Linked DNA regions of Mus musculus: all the other regions are linked to region 3. Evidence: chromatin contacts called from public HiChIP or PLAC-seq data. All regions are on one chromosome and are shown on one strand. The core of a region is the stretch at or near the end of the contact, and the rest is flanking DNA. Distances in the headings are between cores, read along the strand shown.

What was found. HiChIP or PLAC-seq counts read pairs in DNA pulled down with a chosen protein or histone mark.
Region 1: a contact with region 3 is called in a FOXA1 HiChIP or PLAC-seq map of pancreatic cancer cells. The contact joins two enhancer-like sites. A contact is called at or near these places in 4 of 39 promoter capture datasets (the HPC-7 cell line, cranial neural crest, frontonasal cranial neural crest and 1 more) and 1 of 115 datasets of contacts at active chromatin or transcription factors (pancreatic cancer cells).
Region 2: a FOXA1 HiChIP or PLAC-seq map of pancreatic cancer cells shows a contact between it and region 3. The contact joins the promoter of Gabbr1 here to the enhancer-like site in region 3. A contact is called at or near these places in 4 of 39 promoter capture datasets (cranial neural crest, embryonic stem cells, maxillary cranial neural crest and 1 more) and 3 of 115 datasets of contacts at active chromatin or transcription factors (embryonic stem cells, pancreatic cancer cells and stem cell-derived neural progenitor cells).

Annotation. Positions count from the first base shown.
Region 1 is chr17:36,929,884-36,933,678 of GRCm38.p6, forward strand. It overlaps 1700031A10Rik (RIKEN cDNA 1700031A10 gene), which reads left to right. Exons shown (of 3, transcript NR_045439.1): 3 at 3,060-3,549. Among named protein-coding and RNA genes, the nearest start is that of 1700031A10Rik, 8.0 kb to the left of the region's middle. Within about 2 kb of position 2,153, at least 58 of the 459 cell types and tissues checked have an H3K27ac peak or open chromatin away from gene starts, as enhancers often do. A contact at or near this core is called in pancreatic cancer cells, where this site is marked.
Region 2 is chr17:37,044,337-37,048,181 of GRCm38.p6, forward strand. Gabbr1 (gamma-aminobutyric acid (GABA) B receptor, 1) reads left to right here and starts at 1,630. Exons shown (of 23, transcript NM_019439.3): 1 at 1,630-1,953; 2 at 2,359-2,440; 3 at 3,118-3,321. The coding sequence starts at 2,359.
Region 3 is chr17:36,236,076-36,239,685 of GRCm38.p6, forward strand. No RefSeq gene overlaps it. Among named protein-coding and RNA genes, the nearest start is that of Rpp21, 20 kb to the right of the region's middle. Within about 2 kb of position 1,401, at least 65 of the 459 cell types and tissues checked have an H3K27ac peak or open chromatin away from gene starts, as enhancers often do. A contact at or near this core is called in pancreatic cancer cells, where this site is marked.

The DNA of each region.
Region 1 (3,795 bases), core at 903-3,402, 690 kb after region 3:
TCTTTTATCAGTGCGTCCTAGGACTCTTCTCATGTCAACCCACAGGAGTTTTCCTCCGTCTCTTTTATTGGGTTGTTTGCTTAGCTTTGGTGCTGGGGATGAAATCCAGGGCTTCATACAGGTTAAGTGCCTGCTCTACCACACAGCTACGTTCTAAGCTCCTCCTCATTGCTTTTAACTGCAGCATAGATTAAATTTGAGTAATGTTCCTGAAAGCTCTTTACGTGTTGCCTGGCATATGGGGAATGGTCACGGAATGTTCTTTATTTCACCACCAAGGTTCTTAGCATCTCCAACATAATAAAGTATCCCATAAAACTGTGGTTGTAAGCCCCCCTCCACACACACACACACACACACATACACACACACCAGCTCTCGATGATTTTTGAATAGGTCATAAATTTAATGTTACTGTCTCCGAATTACTTTTGTAGATTCTCTTTCCAGCTCCCTTCACGCCCTCTTTTGTTTTCTTTGTACGTACCCAGTTCTCCCACACACTCTGCTTCCTGGCTTTGGCCTGACAGGCTCTCTCCTGCCTCCTCCCACTGTCCTCTGGTGCATTTCCCTTTCCCAGACTTCCTCTGTGAAGCTTTTCTAAACTGCTCCCCCCCCAAAGAAGCCCTCTAGCCCTGGGCCACACCCCTATCTGTTTTGCTCGCTTATATCACATCATTTCTTGACAAGTAGCTAAGTCTTTGGAAGGCAACATGTCTTAGACTGCTTGGTGGGGGAGGAACCCGGCATGGTAGCACAGACCTATAATGCCAGCACTTGAGGAATGAAGGTAACAGAATCAATAGTTCAAGGCCAGCCTTGGCTACAATGAGACCAGGCCCTTAAAGTGGGTAGTGGTGGTAGTGGTGGTGGTGGTGATGGTGGTGGTGGTGGTGGTGGTGGTGGGACAGGATGATATCTATTCTCACCCTTTAACAGACGCTGCTATAGTAGGGGGGTGGGGTGGGGGGGAGAGATAAATCTCTCTTTTTTAAAATTTGTTTTGTGATACAAGATTTCTCTATGTAGCCCTAGCTAGCCTGCCTCTCTTTCAAGTGCTGACATTAAAAGTATGGGTCATCAAGTCCAAGTCCAGCTTTTTTCCTGTGTGTGTGTGTGTGTGTGTGTGTGTGTGCGTGTGTGTGCGCGCGCGTGCGAGCGCTCCACCTTAGCTGTCATTTCTCAGGAGCTTGTCTTTGAAACAAAGTCCCTTATTTTGAAACAAAGTCATCTTGTTTTTTTGAAACAAAGTCTCTTATTGGGCTAGAGCTTGCTTGACAAGAAAGTTAGTTGGTCAGCCAGTCAGCCCCAGAGATCTACGGGTCTCCTCTGCTCCAGAAAGAATGAATTCTCATTTTTACTAGCCACATGATTCATGTCAACTTTTTCAGCTTGGATTCCTCCATCTGTGATCTCTAAAATGGGAGTGATGATATCTATGACGAATGTGGAATGAAGACTGAAGGTGCTATAGCAATATGAAACACTGTTGCCTCTTCTCCAACTGTAACAATTCCGTAGCAGATTCAACCACTCTGCCAGACTCTCCACTGCTTGTGCTGGATTTGTTTCTGGTGTGGTTGTTTCTCGCCTTCTGCTCTCCATCTGCCTTGGTGGGCACTGTCTTCCCAAAGTCCCTTCTCAGTGTCCACCTCACCTTTCTCCTCCCAGTGACAGCTCTTCACAGTTTTGTTGGAAGCACCTCACAAACTTTTGTAAGCACCATTTCCTCTGCTTCTCTGAAGTCCCTCCTACTCTTCATGCTTTGCATGCCCCCCTGGGACAGGGAGCAGCATGGGTGTGGACACAGCTACCAAACCCAGGTTTCAAAGATGCTCACAAAAGTGTTCTGAGATTGTAGATAAAAGGGTGCCAGATGCCATCTCCCCGCCAGGAGGGGATCCAGGAGAGGAGCTGAGAGGCCTAGGTAGGTCCTGAGGCCAATGCTTACTTCCAGAAATGCAACATAGAATTGGGCAAGGCTGGAGGGGTGAGTTGGGGGATCTCTGGAGGCTTGACTCTAGAGGAAGTCAAAGGGAGAGGCTCCTGAACTAATTGCCAGGCTGGCTGCCAACAGCATGCCTGTGATACTTTGGTGACAAGTCATCAGGGAAGAGGAAGGAAAGAGGGAGGGAGAGTTGGTTCTTTGGGCCAAGACCCAGAAGCACATAGATAGACTGACTCTCAGCTCAAGAGGCTTTCCTAGGTCACTCTCTGTGTTGTCTCTTTCGCCAGCCAGCCTTCTCTGCTTCACGTTTCTTTCATGTTTCTGACTCACTGCCCATGTCCCTGTTGTTTGAGTCATTATATCCCTGGGAGTCAGGAGTCAAGGTTTAACATTATGGGGAGCAGGAGCACTACTGTCTGCTGTGTCCCTAAGGCTGACATTGACTCTGATGGTGTGCAAATGAACTTCCTATTCTGCCAGCCCTCCAGGTTCCTTACAATAAAGGAGATGTGTAGACTCTTGTGAACCAGGTAAGAGAGCAGGAAAGAAATACATGAAAATTACAAATGGCTAATGTTAATAGGGATTATTTTAGTTTCACCACCACCCATAATGCCATATGCTTATCCAGGGCTGCACAGTTCATGACAGACAAACCCGGATTCACACATCCAGCCTTTAACTCTCTCTTGTATAGTCACTGTACACGTTGATGGATTCCATAGATGTCATCACACAGCTGCATTGGGTACCCTTATGCTATCTCATTTCTCTTCCCCTCCTCCTTCCAGGGTCTTGCTATGTAATCCGTGTGGGCCTCTAACTCTCAGGAATGGTTCCTGTCTCAGCTTCCAGAGAGCTGTAATGACAAGGTGTACTACCATGCCTAGTTTAATCTTTAACTTTAAAAAAAAATTGATTGTTAAAGAATTTTATGTGTATGTGTGCCTGTTAGTCTGTATGTGTACCATATTGGTTAAGATGCCCATAGAGCTGTTAAAAATTCTGGAACTTGGGTTACAGGTAGTTGTGAGCCACCCAATGTGGGTTCTGGGAACTGAGCCCCATTCTCTCAACCCCTTGACATTTGACTCTTCATCTTCATTCACAGTCTTCCTCATCTAAGCTGCTTGCTAATAGCCACATTGGTCCTGGGCCAATCCACGTCTTCTCAACTCCTCATCTGCTCTCACATCACATCCAATCCAACTGGCAATGGTGCTGCTGCTACCAGTGCAGTCAGCCCCATCCCATCACCCCACCCCCACTAAAGAAAGTCCTTACAGTGATGCCAAGGCCATGCCTCAGGTTACCGATTTAACATCCCCTCTGCTACAGCCACGTGATCTGTGCGGCGAATCCCAATGCCTCAGCAGCTTCTGCTTCCGAGCTGTTGCCTGTCTTTCCCTCCATCCTGACAAGCTCCCTGAAGATGAGCAATTAACTCCTCCTCTTGCCCTCTCCCAAGCTTTGTTTATTACCTACTGAAATTGTAATTAAGGTGCCATGCCCAGAATTCCTTGTCCTCCTTCCCAGGAAGGAGGATACAGATTGGTCATTATTGTTTCTAATCCAAAAAAAAAAAAAAAATCTAAAATTGCAAACGCCCTCAACTTTGAAATTTTCTGAGTGCTGACATAACTTGTCAAGTAAAAAAAAAAAAAAAATTGGGACTGGCGAGATGGCTCAGCTGGTAAGAGCACTGACTGTTCTTCTGAAGGTCCTGAGTTCAAATCCCAGCAACCACATGGTGGCTCACAACCATCTGTAATGAGATCTGACGTCATCTTCGGGTGCATCTGAAGTCAACTACAGTGTACTTATGTATAAATAATAAATAAATCTTT
Region 2 (3,845 bases), core at 380-2,879, 810 kb after region 3:
TTTTGACTATCTGAGAAACTTCCCTCACTGGTATCCATAACTTCAGTTGGTCTTATTGAGAGGGCAGGCCACTCAGAGGAGGGTGGCTGTCTCTTCTGGTGGTTAGAACTCCTTCCTACTCTCTTTTGCTCACTATTTAGTCCAGTGGTTCTCAGACTCTTTCCAGGCAACATTTAAAAGCTTGTGGGGCTTTTTTTTTTTTTTTTTTTGTATTTAGAACTGTGAGAGGGGGTGTACATATGGGTAGAACCTGTGTAAAAGCTGTCCTCCTGCCAGATAAGAGTTCTCTCTTTATCCAGATTTTCAGAAGTCCCCCAGGACATTCATGTAGGTAAAAACTTGTGTTTAATTATCTGAGCCTAGAACTTAATAGTCTTTTTTTTTTTTTTAATGGTCTGAATATGCAGCGAACTTTCTAGGAATGCAATTACAGTTCTGTGTGAGTTTAGGGAAGCTTGACTTTGCTACCAAGAGTTGCTCAACATTTCCTGAAGTCACTACATTGATGGCAACATGCCGGAGGTAGTTGAGTCACTGGCTATGCACCTGTATCAGTGTGTTGGTAGAAGTTTCATTTCTGTGACTCTAAGGAGAGGTGTAAGCATTTGCCTGCTTCGAGGGAAACGGCACTCACTCTAAAATACTGTTTATGTTGTAGCAAATTGCTATGCTCCTTCTTATAGATGGGGAAATATTTTGTTCTTTTTAGTCACGTGCATAGGGAAGTGATGTAATCTATGATTATTAGTTCGTGGTTTAGGAGTCATTACAAATACTTGTTCTAACATAGGGTTGAAGGTTGAGAGCCTTGGTTCTCCTGGGTCTCATAATACCTGCTTTCCACCCACCTCTCTGGAAGAACTAGCCAGCAAAGGAGTGCCTCCCCCAGCCCCCGCCACACTCCCTTTTTCATCTTTCTGTCCATCAAGTTATGGACAGACAATCGCAATGCAGGAGCTTTGGCTGTCAGACTTCTCTGTCAGGGCCTCCAGTTTACCCTTAGTCAAGAATGGCAGGTCTGGTCCGAGTGTTGATAATACAGGCTCATGCTCACGTAGAGGTTTTCTTTCTTTATGCCCTCTCCTTTCTCCATCTACCTCAGTATCTCTTCTGATGCCCCTGATCTCTTGCTCCCCGCCATAAGCTGGCAAGTAGCCTACTGCTGGACTAACGAGCCACCCGGGGCTCCCAGTTCTAGCTCTTCTATCCTATTTTTCTCCTAGTGCTCCCTCCACCATCGGCTGCCCTTTTGACCCTTGATTCTCCCTTCCCCTTCAAGGTCTGTTCCCCAGGCATATGACGTCTTCCCTCCTTACGCCAGGTCCAGATCTGTCTTCCTTTTGTACAAACACATCCTTTCTTCACCTTCATCCAGGCTCCTTGTCTTTGTGCCAGCTCCTCTGCTTTAGGCTTGGGTCCTATAACCCCCTACAGCCCCCCCTCCTGTCTCCATCAGTCTAGTCTGCGGGTCTCTCGGCAGCTCTTAGTCCCCCGCCTGCATGCGTGGTCGCCTATGTTCCCCTCCATCCTACCTCTACGCCCTCCCGCGCCGTGGGCGGTCTAGGGAGGGGCCGGGATCCGGGGCGGCTCCTGGGGCTCGGGTTGTGGGAGGCGCCCTCTCCGATCTCCCCCTCCCTTCCCCCCGCCCCGTCTTCCCCTGCACCCTCCTTCCTCCCTCCGCCCGAGAGCTTCCCCGGTCCCCGGCGCCGCCTCCTTCCCTCCCGGCACCGTGCTCTCGCGGCCGCCGTCGCCCCGGGGAAGGAGAGACGGGGGTGGGGTTTGCGGGTAGCGATCGCGAAGGGGAGAGACCCCGGCCGGGCTGGAGCCTGGATTCCTGTGGAAGAAGAACAGGGGGAGGGGAAGCTGGAGGACCGGGAGGGAGAACGGGGAGCCGCGGCCGGGCCTGGGCCCTTGAGGCCCGGGGAGAGCCGCGGAGCGGGACCGGCCGCCGAGGTAAGACCGGGGCCCCACGACCGGGGCTTGGCAAGGAGGCCGGTGGACGTAGGGTAGGGCCGGGGGGTGCGTGGGGTTCGGGTGCGAGAGGCGAGTGATGGGGTAGCGGGACCCCTGAGCGTGGGTAAGCTGGGCTAGCGCTAGCCACAGGGGCTGCTGAGAGGAGGTGGAGTCCCGGGAGGGTGGGGGGCCGAGGGAGGCCGGAGGAGGGTGGGGACAGGCGCTCTCTCCTCCTCTCCCCCCCAGCCCGTGCGGCTCCGCCCCCGCCTCCTCCGCGGGGCGCCCTTCGCGTCCCGAACCGCGCGGTTGGAGCCCGTGAGGTGCGCGGAGCGAGACCTGTCCGTCGGCTGGCCCAGGCCGCGGCCGGCGGGCTCCTCCGTGCCCTCACTGTTGCCTTTTCCTCAGATGCTGCTGCTGCTGCTGGTGCCTCTCTTCCTCCGCCCCCTGGGCGCTGGCGGGGCTCAGACCCCCAACGTCACCTCGGAAGGTGCACCCATCTCCGGCGCCCTGGACCTCTTCCACCCCACAGCTCGTTTCCTTGCACGTCTCCTTTCCTCATCACTCTTGCGGCAGGACCTCCCCCCGCCCCCATCCCTGGCATCCTGGTCCGCAGCCACTTCACAACTCCTGACCTCCTTTCTGTCACTCCGCATCACCACCAGCACCCATTTCCTCTACCTCACGTTGCTACACTACACCGTTTTTCTGTGACCCCGAATTATCTCAGCCCCACCTCCCTTTCCGGGCCCCACGTTACTACAGCGCCCCCCTTCCGTAGTCCACCTTGTTGCTTTGATGGGTTTGTGTGGTCCTTGTTCAGTGGGTTTGTGTGGTCCTCACCGGTATTCTCCTTCGGCCCTGTCCCTCATTTAAACCACCGAACATTATAGCCCTTAGGATTTCTTCTTAGATATTTGTCTCCATTATACTTCTTAACCGGTGGACTCTCGCACCAGCTTTAGCCCTAACCCACGACGCTGGGTTCTGCAGCTTGGGGTTCTTAACTGTTCCCACTCCCAGCTTCCAGTCGTGTGTCCCGTGTGCCCCTCCTTTTCTGTCCCCCTGCCCCAACCCCACCATTGACCACGCCCTGCTCTTCCCCCTTCCACTGCGCGCTGCCTTCCCGCTCCCACGGTTCCCCTGTGCCTCCCCATTCCCTCTCAGGTTGCCAGATTATACATCCGCCCTGGGAAGGTGGCATCAGGTACCGTGGCTTGACTCGCGACCAGGTGAAGGCCATCAATTTCCTGCCTGTGGACTATGAGATTGAATATGTGTGCCGGGGCGAACGCGAGGTGGTGGGGCCCAAGGTGCGCAAGTGCCTGGCCAACGGCTCCTGGACGGATATGGACACACCCAGTCGCTGTGGTGAGTAGCCTGGGAAGCCACCCACCATCCCTGCCCCCTTCCTTCAGGCCCTTCCATTCTCAGTTGCAGACCATCCTTAGTTGTTTTGCAAGTCAGCAATTTAAATCCAGTGGAACCAAATTCACAAATACGTTTAATGAATGAGTACTATGTAGGAGGAGGGGTGTTGCTGTGAGCAGCTAGTGGGAGGAAGCAAGCTAAGCAGCCAGCACATTCACTTCATCGTCTTCATGAGGATACTGATCATTGGGTGAAATAACTTTGATTTTTCATCTGAGTTATCCTTTGAGGTTCATTAATGAGAGATTATTTTTTAAGTTATAAGACGATTTCATTACATTTTCTGACACCTTTGTCTCCCACTCAATGACCATATAAGCCAGTTTAGTAGTAGTATAGACCAGCCATAATAAGAAAAGCAAATCTGGTCTTGCATCCAGGTTTACGTCCATCCACACATTTCAAAGGCAGAAGAGTACCCACTTTACTGTGCTGTTGAGCAGTATCTGTTTTGTGTGCTTATA
Region 3 (3,610 bases), core at 151-2,650:
GTGGATCCCTGGGATCAAACTCAGGTCCTCCCGTGTTAGAGCGACTGCCTTTCTTGATGGCTCTCTATATTGTTTTTATTATTTGATGTGTATGGCTCCCTTTCAGAGATCTCCAGTCAGGGACTGAGGCAGGCTGTAACTCTTTCAAGATGACAAAACCCACTATGTAGAAGAAGTAGTTCGTGTACCTCAGTAGGGGGTCCATCTATGGGGACACAAAATAACCTAATAGATGGTGAAGATACAGAACATGAGTCAGGTGGTGATAACTGTACAACCGTGTCAGAAACATTAAGAGACAAAGTTAACAAGAACAAAATTTACATTAAGATTAATACAAATCAATAAGTGGTTAAATATGAAGTTAACATAAGGTCAAATGCAATTGTAGAACTGGCTGGACCATGTACCAGAGTCATGGTATTTTTGTTTTGTTTTTAGAGACAGTTTCTCTATGTAGCCCTGGGTGTTGTGGAACTTGCTCTGTAGACCAGGTTGGCCTAAACTCAGAAATCTACCTGCTTCTGCTTTCCAAGTGCTGAGATTAAAAGTGTGTGCTGCCAACATCTGGATAGTAGTGGGTTAAGGAAACTGTAAGTAGCAGGTTGTTTCCATCAGACTCCTGCATAAGGAACAAGCACATAGGAGCTTTGTAAAGGGAGCCACCATCTCTTTGACAAATTAACTTGGGCTCAGATCCTGAGCTTCAAGTAGGTCCACCCAAACTTTTCCTGCCTGCAGCCTGAGGAGTAGCTCTGAGGAGCCTGAGAGTTCCATGGAGGCTCCCAGGCGGAGGAGGCAGCAGAGGAATCAGCAGAGCCTGAAGTCTTCCTGGAAATATCAGAGAAGAGCCGATCCCTGGAAAGATGCTTTAAAAATGTGAACTCACGGGGGCTGGAGAGATGGCTCAGTGGTTAAGAGCACTGACCACTGTTCCTATGGTCCTGAGTTCAAATCTCAGCAACCACATGGCTCACAACCATTCGTAATGGAATCTGATGCCCTCTTCTGGTCTGAAGACAGCTACAATGTACAATGTACTCATATACATAAAATAAATAAATCTTTAGGGGAGAAGATAAAACTTAGGACAGACTGAGATGCTGTGGTCCATGCTGAGCCAGAAGCCTTGTAGAAGTCCAAAATGCGTGCTGCTTACTATAAAGGGCTGGTTGTAGTAGCTAAGAGCAGGGTTCACTTGGAAAATCTGCTCCTCATTCTTGGCTCTCTGTGTCTCTTGCTCTTGGTACTCCATCCCCTCCTGCTCTAGCCACATGGCTTGGGGCCAGGGCATTTTTATCAAATGGCAGGAATTCCTTGTGGTTCACTAAACTGAGTTCCATGATACCGGGCTCCCTGAGGCCCAGGCGGGTCCGGAGGCGGCGATGAGGGAATACCACAGCTAGTGTGAGCCTGTGGATGGCGGGCGGTGAAACTCCGACGTCCTCCCAGGACTCCAGGACGGTGCTCTGGCCAGGAGGGGAGCAGGGCTTAGGGTTTGGGACCCGGGTGGAGAAGAGACGGAAGGTTCAGCTGGCGATGCAGGGGCGGGGCTTCCCCAGTGGAGCCCCACTCCACCCACCCGCTCCTCCCCGCAGAGGCCAATTCCCTCAGGACACCGCAGTCACCAGCTCAGGACTGTGGCGGGGGCTAGAACGCCTGCCAGCCATAGGAGAAACCCGCAGAGCGCCATCAGGCAGATCTAGACTTTAAGGGCGGGTTTGATTCCTGCGGATCTGGGTGGACTTTATAACTAGTGCCCGCAACCGCGGAAGTCCCAAATGCGTGCTGCTGAGTGCCACACTGTGGTCCATACTGAAGCCAGAAACTGCCAGGCTGAAGCCCTAAGGGCGTGCTGCTGACTATAAAGGCCAGGGTATGTATGATTTCAGTCTGAGAATGAGAGACATAGAACGCTTCTGTGAGAACCTCTTCCTTATCGCCCACAGAGAAAGAAAGAAAGAGAGAGAGAGAGAGGGAGGGAGGGAGGGAGGGAGGGAGGGAGGGAGGAAGGAAGGAAGGAAGGAAGGAAGGAAGGAAGGAAGGAAGGAAGGAAGAAAAGGAAAAGAAAAGAAAAGAAAAAGAAAAAGAAAGAAAGAAAAGAAAAAGAAAAAGAAAAAGAAAAGCCACTGAAGAGAACTTTTAAAAATTGTGATAAGGATGCTGACCTGACACAGCTGATGGCTTCTGTCAGGGGCGGGGTGAGGAAGGAACCAGGTATCTTTAAGAGGCTGGCCACTGGGAGTTTGACAACGCTTCAGTAAGTATATGGGCAACACGAATTAAACTTGGTATTTTTCCTTTTTTGGTGTGGGGGGGGGGGAGAGTATAAGGGAGGGCCAACTTGGGGGACTGGGATGTGAATGGGATTGGGATACATCATGTGAAATTTTCAAATAATCAATAAAAGCATTAAGTTAGAGTCCTACTGAAGTCATTTTTCATAAGATTGTATGCAGAAGAGCTTTCCAAAGGTGTTGAATGTGAAGGCAGCTTATCTGAAAGCTTCCTTTGAACATGGACAGTTGAGGTATGAACCTTGGAATTTGCTTTTATTAAGTGGAAGAATTGAATGCCATGAGAAATGGCGTGGCCAAATGAACTAACATGCAGGTCCCATACCCAGTCAGGTGGTAGGCTATGTACAAGGTTCCCTTGTTCATAGCACCCTCATATGTCTGCCAGTTTGGGAGGCACAGAGTGAAAAGTAATTGCTATCTGCATCTCTGTTGTTCGAGACATTTAGGATGTGGGTGCAGACTTTGAAATCTTCCATAGGGCAAGGGAATCCATCCCCGACAAGTGAGACATCAGGAGGAACTCATCTTCCATGTAGATAAGGAGTGTTTTCCTAGTCAGGTCTACACAGCCAGAGGCAGAAGCAGCAGGTTGCAGTCCCCATGCAACCTGTAATGAGGCTAGCACACAACTTACTTCGGTGTGACTGTGCTCCATCCAAGGGAACTACTTGGACCCGGAGACATCCTGCCATGCAAGTGTATTGCACATTTAATCTAGTTTACTCAAGTATTCTATTTCTCATAACCAGTTTGTATGTGAGTGTGTGTGTGTGCTTGCTTCCTTATTTTTGTTTTGTCTTTAGAGACAGTTTCTCTATGTAGCCCTGGTGTTGTGGAACTTGCTCTGTAGACCAGGTTGGCCTAAACTCAGAAATCTACCTGCTTCTGCTTTCCATGTGCTAAGATTAAAAGTGTGTGCTGCCACCATTTGGCATAACCAGATTTTTTAACAGTATTAATTAATTAATTAATTAATTAATTAATTAAATGTACGTGATTATGCTGTCATTCTCTTCAGACACACCAGAAAATGGCATCAGTTCCCATTATCCCATTACAGATGGTTGTAAGCCACCATGTGATTGCTGCGAATTGAACTCAGGACCTCTGAAAGAGCCATCAGAGCTCTTGACTGCTGAGCTATTTCTCCAGCCTGCATAATCAGTTTTTTACACATCCAATTTTGAAAATTTTTTTAAAAAGATTTATTTATTTACTATATGTAAGTACACTGTAGCTGTCTTCAGACACTCCAGAAGAGGGCATCAGATCTTGTTACAGATGGTTGTGAGCCACCATGTGGTTGCTGG